Linked DNA regions of Sus scrofa: region 2 is linked to region 1. The links are chromatin contacts, called in public HiChIP or PLAC-seq maps. All regions are on one chromosome and are shown on one strand. Each heading gives the region's core, a stretch centred on a gene start, on an enhancer-like site or on the middle of the called end of the contact. The rest is flanking DNA. Distances are from core to core; before and after follow the strand shown. Region 1 holds the start of DNPH1 (2'-deoxynucleoside 5'-phosphate N-hydrolase 1). Region 2 holds the start of ZNF318 (zinc finger protein 318).

The links. HiChIP or PLAC-seq counts read pairs in DNA pulled down with a chosen protein or histone mark.
Region 2: an H3K27ac HiChIP or PLAC-seq map of skeletal muscle shows a contact between it and region 1, with 3 times the contacts expected there. The contact joins the promoter of ZNF318 here to the promoter of DNPH1 in region 1. A contact is called at or near these places in 2 of 5 promoter capture datasets (fetal liver and liver), 4 of 47 Hi-C or Micro-C datasets (embryonic fibroblasts, heart right ventricle and liver) and 2 of 2 datasets of contacts at active chromatin or transcription factors (alveolar macrophages and skeletal muscle).

The regions. Positions count from the first base shown.
Region 1 is chr7:38,264,531-38,270,829 of Sscrofa11.1, forward strand. DNPH1 (2'-deoxynucleoside 5'-phosphate N-hydrolase 1) reads right to left here and starts at 2,831. Exons shown (of 4, transcript XM_021098744.1): 1 at 2,530-2,831. The coding sequence starts at 2,809.
Region 2 is chr7:38,384,854-38,391,152 of Sscrofa11.1, forward strand. ZNF318 (zinc finger protein 318) reads right to left here and starts at 3,877. Exons shown (of 10, transcript XM_021098752.1): 1 at 3,416-3,877; 2 at 683-831. The coding sequence starts at 3,877.

The DNA of each region.
Region 1 (6,299 bases), core at 1,581-4,080:
GCCTGCCCCGCCCTGCTCCTCAAGCACTCCCCTCGGCCCTTGGCAACCCAGGATCCCCCTGCTCAGGGAAGGCGGGAAGACGTGACAGATGACAGCCAGGGGCCCACCCAACACGAGGGCTCTGTGAAAACAGGGAGGGTGTGGAACAGCCCACAAGAAAAACGCAGTCCTGTGCAAGGTGGGACGTGTGGTCAGGGCCAGAGGAGTGGTCCAGGCAAGGGGAAGCAGGAACTCACTGCGGGTCAGGCATCAGAGGGGACAGGAGGGGAACGGGCATCCCAGGTGCGGGGAGGGCAGGCAGCAGCCAGAGACTGGCCGCCCAAGGCACCTAGAGCCTCAGAGGCTCTTCAGCTTTGGGAGGCATGAGAATCTAGCTGAGAACTTGCTCAAACGACCAAGACCCAGGGGGCCCCGAGCCCAGGCTGCTTCCTGAGCCTTCCAGCTGATTCTCATCACACCCCACAAAGTCGGAGAACCAGCGCCTGAAGGCCAAGTGTAACCAGCAGCAGCAGCAGGTGGCCTGAAGGCAGGCAGGAGAGGTGCTGGGGGCACAGGGCAAGGATCCCAGTGCTCCAGCTTGAGTCAGTGTCATCCCCGAGGCGCAGAGCAGGCTCCCAGCCACCAAGTCAGAGCAGAATCCTGGAGAGCTTGCTACAGATGGCCTTGGAGGCTTTATCCCAGAATCTGCCTTTTCAACAAGCTCCCTCACATGATGGCTGAGCTCAGTGAAGGTGGAGAACCACCAGGCAGGGGGGACAGGCCCTGAAACCAAGGAACCTTAAGCCTCAGGGTCCCTGGCTGGCACAGCCCCTTCCCAAAGACCTAGCAATTTTTATTATTTTTTTTAAGGGCTGCATGTGCAGTATTTGGAAGTTCTAGGGCTTGCTGTCAAATTGGAGTTGCATCCAGCGGCCTATGCAATAGCCACAGCAACACCAGTTCCTAGCAGTGTCTGCAACCTACACCACAGCTCACAGCAACACCAGATCCTTAACCCACTGAGGCAGGCCAGGGGTTGAATCCACATCTTCATGGGTAGCAGCTGGGTTGGTTATCACTGAATCACAACAGGAACTCCAAAGCCCTTACCATTTTGTGATTTTCTCTTTTAAAGAGGTATTGGGGTGGGGGTGGGGATTCTCTGGGGGCTCAGTTGAATGAAGATCCCACGTTGTGAGTGCGCTGTGTGGCACAGTGAGTTAGGAATCCGACTGCAGCAGCTCAGGTCTCTGTGGAGGTGCAGGTTTGCTTCCTGGCCCAGTGTAGTGGGTTAAAGGATCCTGCATTGCTGCAGCTCTCCCCAGTAGGATTCAATCCCTGGCCTGAGAATTTCCATATGCTGCAGGTGCGGACAAAAATAAAAGGTTTCTCAGGACTGCATTAGGTCGCACAAACCTAAATCTGCCCCTAAATGGGGCAAGGGAAACACTTAAGGTTTTCTGAGAAGTACAAGAATTCTGGCGCCATTTCCTAAGTAGAAAGCTGTCCAGAAACCAAGCCAACCCAGCAGAACGAGCAGGATGCATTAGTAACAGCCCAATCAGGGGGCCTGGGAGGGACGGTGGTCTCAGGAACAGGGGTCCCCGGGTCTGAGGGAGGGCTGATACCTCCACGCCAAAGAGGGGTAAAGGCAGGTGAGCTTCGTTCTCTATAGGAGGGATGTGCAGCCAGGCGAGGCCCACTCCCATTCAGCTGCTCCCTACAAACGCGTCTGGAAAGAGCCCAAGAAAGTTCTCCAAAAAGGAACCAAAGGGGAGACTAACTGCATGGGAGGAGTGGGCTCACAGGGCCGGTGCATTGCGACGTACACGCCATCTGACCCCGGGCCCTTTCCTTCTCGGGCAGGGGCGCTGCCGGAAGCACTCAGCAGGAGGGGGGCCAACGCCCGGACCCGACACCGCCGGCGCCCTCCCCTTGGCCCGCGCCCGGCGGCCTCACCGCGCGCGCTCAGCTCGGCTGCGGCCACGTGTTCCGTAAGCACAGCCCCAAAGCGCCGCAGCCGCGACACGATCCGCCCGTACAGTGCCTGGTCCTCGCGTCCTCCACGGATGCTCCCGCAGAAATACAAGGCCCGACGAGCCGGTTGGGGCTTCTGCCCGGGCCCCGGGAGATCCCCACCCTTCAGCGCTCCAACCACTGGTGTCGCCTCTGCGGCCATCACGCTGCCCTGTGCCCCCTCCCCCTCACGTGACCAGGCCCAGCCCCGCCCCCGGCTCGGCTGGGGTCTGTGAGTGACCACACCTTTGAAACGAAGGCGCGCTAGGCAGACACAGCTGGGAGCTCACCTACTCCCGGTACTTCTTTAACTTGTCCAAGCGGGAGGAAAGGTCCTCCCATCTCACCCACTGCTCCTGGCAGCCCTCCACCCCAGGAAAGCCCGTTTCTGCCGATGGCGACTCATTCCTCTCAACTGTTCACCCCCCACCGTCCCGACCTGGAAGACATTCTTGACTCTTCATCAAACCCTACGTCCTACCCGACCACAGCTTCCAGCGGCGCTCCTCTCCAGTCATAGACTCACATGCACACCTGTTAGGAACCAGCCTTGGATCCTGGTAAATTGGCCCCTGACGCAGAAAAGCCAATTTACTGCCACCTCGTGGTGGTGAAGGGAAGTGGAGCCATCATGCACCGCGCTAAGCAGGACCTCAAAACATGAAAAACCCCACCCTGGGGTTAAGGAAAACATTTTTAAAGGCCAGGTGAGGGGGGCGGGGGACGCCCCAGGGTGTAGGATCAGCTCTTGAGTAATTGCCTGATTGGCCAAGGCGAGGTAGGCAACAGGGCGCGGTGCCCCAGGAGTTAACATCGTCAATCCTTAGGAGCCAGACGCTGGGGGTGGGGGGGCGTTACCTGCTCAGGATCATCAAGTAGTCAATTTCTTCCACGTGCTGGTGGTTTAGAATCTGTAAAACAACGCAGGAAACGCGCAGCAGATACGATTATCCAGCGAGGAGCTAAATCAGAGCCTATGGGTATGGGGAGAGGCCTGTCCAGGGAAAACCCCCTCTGGGTCCTGCCTGGTCACACACCCACCACCTCCACTCAGCCACCCTCCTCCAAGCCTCCACTCCCTCTCTCAGCAGCGTCCTCACAGGCTCCCCACTTTCCTGCTACACAGTCTGGTCTCCTGCAGGGTGACCCTGGGAACACTCATTGCTTAGGCCTTGACCCTCCTCAGCCAAACCCTCCAAGGGCTCCCATCTCACGTGGGGTCACACCCAACCCCCCACAGGGGCCCATCAGCCCCACAGGCTCTGGTGACCCTCTCACTTCTCTCGTCCCAGGGCCATTAGCTCACTGACTTCTCTGCAGCCACTCTGCCTTCCTGGCTGTTCCTCAGGCAAGCTGGTCGTGCTCTTGTCTCCGATCCTTTGCCTCTGCTGTGCCCTGCAGCCTTTTGTTCCTCAGAGCTCCCTGGTCACGTGCTCACCTCCTCCAAGGCTGTTCAGGTCATCTTCCCTGACCCCCTTCTTCCAGAGGGCAGTCCCCCACCCCACCCCCTCCTCTGCCTTGTCCTTTCTCCTCCCCTGTACCAAATTGTTTATTATTATTATTATTTTGGCTGTGCTCCTGAAATGCACAAGTTCCCGGGCCAGGGATCCAACCCAAGCCACAGCAAGTACCCACGCTGCTGCAGTGACAATGCCAGATCCTTAAGCCGCTGGGCACGAGGGGACGCTTAATAAATTAATTTTGTTCTATGTCTTTCTATACTCGGTAGAATCTAAGCCCCCAGGAGGGCAGGGATTTTCATCTGTTTGTTCACTGCTGTATCCTCAGCTTTCAGAACTGTGCCTGGCATGTAGGAAACACTTATCACCTATGTCCTGAATGAATGAGTGGGTGCAGAGAGAAGCGGCTTTTGAAGGCACCTTCTAATCTGCTCAAGCAAGGTCTTGGGGGAGACACACCATGGCTCGCTGCTCATCACAATGATTCCCCCTCATTTTATGGTGAAAATGAAACAAATTTAGAACCAGACGTTCAAGTGGAACAAGAGAGCACGCAGTGCAAAGGAAGCCTGAGAGCCCAGTTCCATATTCCAGAGGAGCCTCCGTCCGTGGTGTCCCATGAATTCTTCCTGATTAACTGTGAAGTACCAAAACCGTGAGGTGACAGAGCAAACACAGTAACAACTTTTAAAAATGCAAAGACACACAGAGAAGGCAAGGAGGCCTTAGACCATCTCTGTCCTCTGATGGGCCCAGCTCCAAAGACGGGGACCAAGGGGCAAACGTGTGTGTGCTCAGCTGTGCACCAGGGCCCCGGGCACCTTCTCACTCCCAGTCACACGTGCATCCTTAGGAGGCCCCTCAGGTGCCAGGCTCCCTCGATGGGCAACCCCCCCTCCCGCCATCACACCTTCCTCTGGTTCTTGCCACAGTGAGGATCTCACCTGCACATATAAACATGGAGCATCTTGTTTCTCACTCTGAGACCTTAAAAAACAAAAAGCCAGCTTCCATGTCCTTAGGGCCCACACTTCCAATGGGGCTTCCCCTTCTTTCTGCGTTAGGATGAAGGAGAAGGAGGAAAAAGCATATTTTGTCTATCTCCAGATGGGACACAAGGGCCCGTGTTTGGTTCTGTGACCACAGTTGAGTTGGATGTGGATGCAGAGCCAGTCATGGCTGGCAGCTCAAATCCTCTGCTCAAGGCAGAGAGGCCTGAGTTGGGCGGGGCACCAAGTGATGGGATGGGGGTGGTGCGAGGATAGTGAGTGGACTGGTGTATTTTTATTTTTTATTTATTTTTTTGTCTTTTTGCCATTTCTTGGGCCGCTCTCGTGGCATATGGAGGTTCCCAGGCTAGGGGTTCAATTGGAGCTGTGGCCACCGGCCTACGCCACAGCCACAGCAACGCGGGATCCGAGTTGCATCTGGGACTTTTCACCACAGCTCACGGCAACACCAGATCCTTATCCCACTGAGCAAGGCCAGGGATCGAACCGCAACCTCATGTTTCCTAGTCGGATTTGTTAACCACTGCGCCACGACGGGAACTCCCTGGTGTATTAAATTTATATGCTAGTAGAGAGAGCAGAAGACTACATATTGTATGATTGCATTTACATCAAATGTCCAGAAAAGGCATATTTAGAGATACAGAAAACAGACTAGTGGAAGGCTGAGGGGAGTAGAAACTGATTACAGAGCCCCAAGGAAAATTTTCAGGGTAGGAACATATTCTAGAACCGAACTGTAGTGATGATTGCGCAACTCTACAATTTACAACTTATTATTAAATTGTACCCTTACAACTGGCAAATTTTATTGATATGTATATTATTTCTCATGAAGCTTTTTTTTTAGGGCCACACCTGTGGCATATGGAGATTCCCAGGCTAGGGGTCTAATTGGAGCTACAGCTGCTGGCCTACACGACAGTCACAGCAACATCAGATCCGAGCCGCATCTGTGACCTATGCCACAGCTCACGGCAACGCTGGATCCTTAACCCACTGAGCGAGGCCAGGGATTGAACCTGCAACTCCATGGTTCCTAGTCAGATTCGTTAACCACTGAGCCACGATGGGAACTCCCTTACTCATTTTTTACATGCCTTTTAAGCCTCTTTTAATCTATTGCTTTGGGGATTTTTTTTTTTTTTTTTTTGGCCTTGCCTGCAACATGGGGAAATTTCTTTTTCTTTTTTTTTTTTTTTCTTAAAGTATAGTTGATTTGCAATGTTTCTTCAAGTTCTGTTGTACAGCAAAGTGACCCAATCACCATATGGAATTTCTGGGGCCAGGGATTGAACCCTTGCTATAGCAGTGACCCAAGCCACAGCAGTGACAATGCCAGATCTTTTTTTTTTAATTAATTAATTTTTTGCTCTTTAGGGCTGCACCCACCGCATATAGAAGTTCCCAGGCTAGGGGGTGAATTGGAGCTACAGCTGCCGACCTCGGCAAGAGCCACAGCAACAGCAGATCTGAGCCTTGTCTGTGACCTACACCGCAGCTCAGAGCAAAGCTAGATCCTTAAACCACTGAACGAGGCCATGGATTGAACCCACATCCTCACAGATACCTGTTGGGTTCATTACTGTTGAGCCCCAACAGGAACTCTGCCTGATCTTTAACCCACTGAGCCATCAGGGAACTCCTGGGGATACATTTTTTTTAAAGCTTGTTTTTTATGAAACACTCAGTGGGCCTGAAAGGAGCTACAAAGAGGAGTGAAGAAGAGTCTGAGAACTGAGCCTCTGGTTGGCTTGGGCAGGGCCAGAGTTAGGTCAAGAACAGAGGTCCAATCAATGTCATTTAGGGATGCGGGAAGGGTGGAGAGATTCAG
Region 2 (6,299 bases), core at 2,627-5,126, 120 kb after region 1:
GTGGAGTATATTTGCCCTTCCTCAGCACTCAATGGTTATAAATAACTGAAATCAAACATTTTCAAAGTTAAATATCTCTAACTTTCTATTAAAGCTTATTTATTTTAAATATATATTAGACATCAATTTATCCAAACCCTTTCTGAATATGTATTTCAGCCTGGACAAGGTGAAACATAACACCATTAAAAAAAGATTTCCTAGAGTTCCCTGGTGGCTCAGCCGGCTAATGATCTGGCATTATCACTGCTATGGCTCAGATAGCTGCTGTGGCTTGGATTAGATCCCTAGTCCTGGAATTTCTGCATGCTACAGGCACAGTGGAAAAAAATTTTCCTATTTTGTCCGGAATTTTCCTTTGTAGAAGGGAGCCTTAGTTCCAGTATTTTAGAATTTATATCATCTCAACTGTTACTAATTTTGGGGGACTGCTTATGTCCCCTCAATTTCCCCCTTTCCAGTTGGGCCAGGACGACATTTTAAAGCCTTCTCTTCTACATAATTCTTTCAGCAACAGGGTCTACCCCACTTAGAAAGCCTTTTCCAATGTTATACTTTATAATTGACATAGGGCATAACTTTAGTGCTGGCAGCATCCTTTCAACTTTTTCACACTGAGAAAACAGCAACATTTCTACCTTCAAGCACTACTATGGTGTGCCCTGCCTCAAATGAAGCCTACCTGTCCACATCCTCCAGATTATCCACTGGTGACCCCAGTCGATCACTAAGCCGCCGTCGTTCAGGTATGCCAACGCAGAAATGGTCATTGCCAACAGTGATCCTTAAGCTCTGTTCCAAAGAGTCAGAACGCAGACCAGGAGAGCGTCTCTACAAAAGTAAAAGATTATAGTCAAAAGAGTCAAAACATCCCTACATCCAAAAACATTCTCCTCTCTAGTCACAAAGTTGTGGTCCTACAGGGTGAGCAGTAACTATATTATTCCAAAAATAAAGGACTTTTGGAGTTCCCACTGTGGTGCAGTGGATTAAGAATCCGATTGCAGTGGCTCCAGTCACTGCAGAAGTACAGGTTCTATCCCCAGCTGGGCGCAGCGGTTAAAGGATCTGGCATTGCCACAGCTGCACCACAGGTCATAGCTGCCACTCGGATTCAATCTCTGGCCCAGGAACTTCCTTACTCAGCAGGTGTGGCCATAAAATAAAATTTAAAACAAAATAAAGGATTTTAAAACAATTATCATTTTCTTAGATGAAAGCCCATACTTCCAACCCTCCCCATCAGTGATCTTTCATTTCCTTGTACCAGGCATGGGGCTAGAGGAGTGAATTAAGTCTGCTCTCAGGACCTACACATTTCCAGTGAAGGAGGCAAGCCAAAAACAGGTTAAAAAAAAAAAAGTACTTCTGATAGCGCTATAAAGTGTTATAAAGTCATTAAAACATGACACACAAAAGACACTGGGAGAAAGGAGCTATTTCAAATAAGATGGTTACAGAAAGCCTTCTGAGGTGATACCATTTAACCTGAAGCCTGAATGATGAGAAGTCAGTCTTTCGAAGAACAGACAGATGTTTCAGGAAAAAAGAATATGCCCTATAAAGAGTTTAGCATGTTCTGGGCAACAGAAAGGTGGCCAGTGTGATTGCAGCAAAGTGACAGGAGAAGATGGGCAGAAGCCACAGTTAGGAAATTTGGATTTTATTCTTAGTGTAATAAAAACCCATAGAAAGGTTTCAAGCAGGGAAGTGATATGATCTACTACATACTTCCTCCAGATTGTTCATACCCCCATCTTTTTCAGGTCTTTATTAAAAAGCCACCTTCCCAGAAGGCCTTCCCTGGCTACCCTACTGAAAACTGTAACTCCTTTCTGTGTTTTCTTTTTCTTAATACTTAACCATACTTAACATGCCAAAACATTTTACTTCTGTCTTATTTATAATCCAACTTCCTGTTAGAATCAAGCTCTATGAGGACAGGGGTCTTGACTAGTTTGTTCACTATTGTATCCCTAGTGCCAGAAGAGCATGGCAGATGTTCAACAAATATTTCTCAAACATATAAAATGTAGATCTTTAAAAATCATTTTGATTGCTGGGTACAGGAAAAAAAACTGGATGGTAATAAGTGTGGAGTGTAATGCCATTATCTGGGCAAGTGGTAATACAGTTTAGACTAGATGACAGCAGGAGGACAGTTTTGGGGATGTAGAGGTGACAGATGAAGTTATTCTTACAGATTGGGAGAAGGGAGATGATAACTGTTTCTGGATGGGCAATGGATGATATCATTTACTGAGACAGAAAAGACTGGAGCAAACGGGTTGTGCACTGGAGAAGAAAGGGGAGGCTATGGAAACTGGTAGTTTTCTGGTTTCCTTACTTTCTCAGTGGAGACTAACATTCAAACTTTACCTGCTCAGCTAAGAAAATCTCAATACAGTGACAAGTCAAATTCACTTGTAACCAGAGTACCCAGAGCACTTGGCTACTGTCAGAGAGCCACTCAAGCAAAGAGAAATGTTGTCACTAGGATTTAAAAAAAAAAAAAAAAAAAAAAAGATTGGTGAACCAAATTCCAAAACACCAGATCCTGCCCAAAGGCTCTATTAGGATGGTGATTGTGGTGGGACGTCAATGTTACATCTAAACTAAACTCCTTTACCTCATGGTCTGTCCCTTTAGCAGGGAAACATAACAGTTAAACTCAGTGTTGGGAAGCAAGCATAAATGAATTGAATCACACTCCACCACTTCTTCGCTGAATGGCTTTAAGTTACTTAAACCGCTCTGGGTTCCTCAGCTCTTAGATAAGGAGGTACCCTCATATCAAAGGGTTGTGAATGTTCAAAGAGAATGTTTTAAAGTGAGCTAAGCATCATTCCTGTCACATAATTCAGTAAGTGGCAGCAGCTATTAAAACGACTGTGGGTACACACATTTCGATTTCGGGGAGCTAACAGTTCACATATTCTAGGTGTCTACTCTGGGGCGGTACAAGCCACCCTAACTAGCCACAAAGACATTTCAGCCTTTTTAAGATCCAGGGAGCAGCTGAGGTCTAGGAGGATACAAAACCACGGAACTCAGAGGACACCAACTATTGAAAAAGTACCAGGCTGGGAGGAGATTCCCCTCGTCCCGGGAAACTTTTCCACACCTCACCCAGAGTGAGAGAATCGGCTTATTCCCAGGAAATGCAGCACTGCCTCCCAACCCGACGCCCGGGCGCGTCCCGAATCCGTTATTGTGCAAATGAAGCTGCCGGGACTGACCGGGAACCTCCCGGTTCGGGCGTCTCTAAGGGGGCCCGTGGGGGCGGAGGGCCTTGGATGTGGAGACCCCGGCCTGGAGGCCTCGGGGCGCCCGAGCTGCGGGCGCCTCTGGAAGCGGGAACCCGGGGCAAGGCGGCTGGAGTGTGGAGGGAGTCCCGGGCGAGGGGTGGGATTACCCGGCTGCCGCTGTCGCCTGGATGGTCTCCGCGGCCGTCCCGGGCGAAGTCGGAGCGGGAGTCCCCCCGGCTGCTGCCTCGGAAACCAGCCGAGCCCGGCGGGAAGAGTCGTCGGCCCCGCGGCGGCGGCGACGACGGGGAACCGCGACGGGCCCGCGGTGGGGACGGTGAGACGCGACGACCCCGCGGTGGGGACGGCGAGGCCCGGCGGCCGCGGGGCGGGGACGGGGAGCCGCGGCGACCCCGCGGCGGGGACGGCGAGGCCCGGCGGCCGCGGTGCCCTGAGGGAGAGCGGGGCCGGCGAGCCGGCGTCCGCGACGAGGAGGAGCCGGAGGACGGCGGCGAGGTGCGACGAGCCGGGCCTGAGGAGGAGCCGGAGCTGCGGCCGGTGCGCGGGCCGCCCCCGCCGCTCTCTTTAGGCCGGTGCGAAGAGACCGAGGAGCGGGCGCCGCTGCGGTACATGGCTCCGGCAGCCGCGGCCACGGCAGCAGCTCTGACCGGGGGCGCCCTGAACGCGAGCCCCCAGCGCGCCGCCGCAGCTGCAGCCGGGGCAGCCACGGCCGCCGCGCGCCGCCCCCACAGCAGGCGCGACCCCCTCCCCTCGGCCCCGCACCGCCCCTGGGGCCCGGCCGAGCGCGCCCCCGCGGCCGCGGCTGGCGGTTGGAGGGCGAGCACGCGCCCGACACACCCCCCCGCCCTCCGGGGCTCCCCGCTCCTCCACTCAGGGAGCGGCCACAGGAGCCCGAAGTTGGGAGGAGCTCGGCGGGCGGCGCGAGGCTGGGCGAGCGGAGGGGAGGGGAAGCGCGCGACCAGCGCTCCTCACGCTCCGCCTCCACACGGGCAAGATGGCGGCCGCTGAGCCGCCCACTTCCCCTCCCCCCCGGCGACCACGTGACCCCGAGGGCTCCGCGCGGGGCTGGCCTAGCGGAAGGAAAGGGATTAGCGCGAGCGAAGTCGGCTTTTCTGAGGATGCTCAAGGCCTCGGGAAGCAGCGGGCTTCGAGGGTGCTGGACCGTCTTTGCTCTCCTGCACCCTATTAATTTACATCAGGACCACAAATGGTTATAAATGATGGTACTATAAGTAACCGCCAAAGCATTAGGTAAAACGAAGATTACCGCACCTGGGCAGGAGCAACCATAAGAGTCCTGGCCCCCACGGAAGCCGCTGACAGCGGTCAGTTAGTTTACTTTTCAGTTTGCCTGTTTTCTAGAGGGTGAAATTGAGTATGGGGACGTGCGAAATGGGGGCCGATTCCGGAAGGAGAGTCAAACCCAAAGCAAACATACGAGTAACACAGTCGCTGTCTCAACCAGAACACTTACTGGGTATGGCTGGGGGAGTCACTGCCAGGGGTCTACGTTATGACAGATTGGAGGCCTGGAGAGTTTGGGGGAGCAATTCAGAACCCCACGCCCAACCCCGCAAGTTTATGACCAGAATTTTCCAGGATGCCTGGCTATAATGGTAGTGTCCAGTCTCAAGGTCCTGCATGCCAAGTTCAAAAATGAGGAAAAAGATGACATATAAAAGAACAACAGTGAAAATATGAAAAACAATGTTGACCCTAACCAGCTAAACTCTTCAAAGTACAGTAATGGCTTGACAGTTTTCTTCTATCAGCTAGAGACGCAAAACCTGAAATTGATATGAAAATCAGGGTTTCTGACTCCAAAGCAAAGACAAAGAAAAAAATGATTGTAAAAGATTACCGTTCTCTAATTTATATTTTTCTATTTTTTAAATATATTTAAAAATATTTTAAATATATTTCAGATGTTTTTAAAATGGCACTTGCTTACATTATAGCTCGGTAAAAATGAAGTAAAATTTTTATGAGGTGATTTTTCTCATACTCAGCTTTCTTCACTCAGTATTACTTGCTTGCTCTGTATAGGCGTTTGAATTCCAATTCCTGACTTTTGGATTTTGTGGCTTAAGGAGGCCTTCAGTGTGTCAAGGTTATTAATATATTCTTCTACATATTTTTAACACTTTAATGATTCTGTTTCCTATAGTTTACGTGGATTGGGGATATGAAGCCTTACGTAATCCATATTAAAATCAAATTATTTTAACAGCTGTTTGGAACATGAATTGGGATTATCTATATCCTGAAGTCATCATGAGAGAATAAGTCACCCAGCTAATGAATGAATGCTGCCAAGTGCTTTTTGTCCACATCTCAATCCAATTCTATTGCTTTCTTTCAGTTGTGTAATTTGGCAGTAAAGAGTTTTTTAAATGGGGTTTCTTTGTGAAAAGAAAACTAAATACCAGGACTGGTGGTGAAAGGAAAAGAAAGTAAAACTTGAGAAAGCAATGATTTTTTTTTTTTTTTTTGTCTTTTTGTCTTTTTGCTATTTCTTTGGGCCACTCCCGTGGCATCTGGAGATTCCCAGGGTAGGGGGTCTAATCGGAGCTGTAGCCACTGGCCTACGCCAGAGCCACAGCAACGCAGGATCCGAGCCGCGTCTGCAACCTACACCACAGCTCACGGCAACGCCAGATCGTTAACCCACTGAGCAAGGGCAGGGACCGAACCCACCGCCTCATGGTTCCTAGTCGGATTCCTTAACCGCTGTGCCACGATGGGAACTCCAAGCGATGACTCTTAACCAGAAAATCTGAGTTATACACAAGGTTTCTGAGCAGTCTAAAAACATATTTCATAACATGTCTAGTGCCGCAGAGACATGCACTCAGAGATTCAGATATACTAGCTCAGTAACAGAAAAGCCCTATCAGAGAAGGGTGGAAGCCTGTCTAAGAGAAGCTGCTGTGTAAAATGTCTAGCAAATTTGATTTTAGTCATCTCTGGGTTTATAGGATTAGGAGATCTAGGAGACATTACCAGGGCTCACAGATATATGGATCTCCTCTC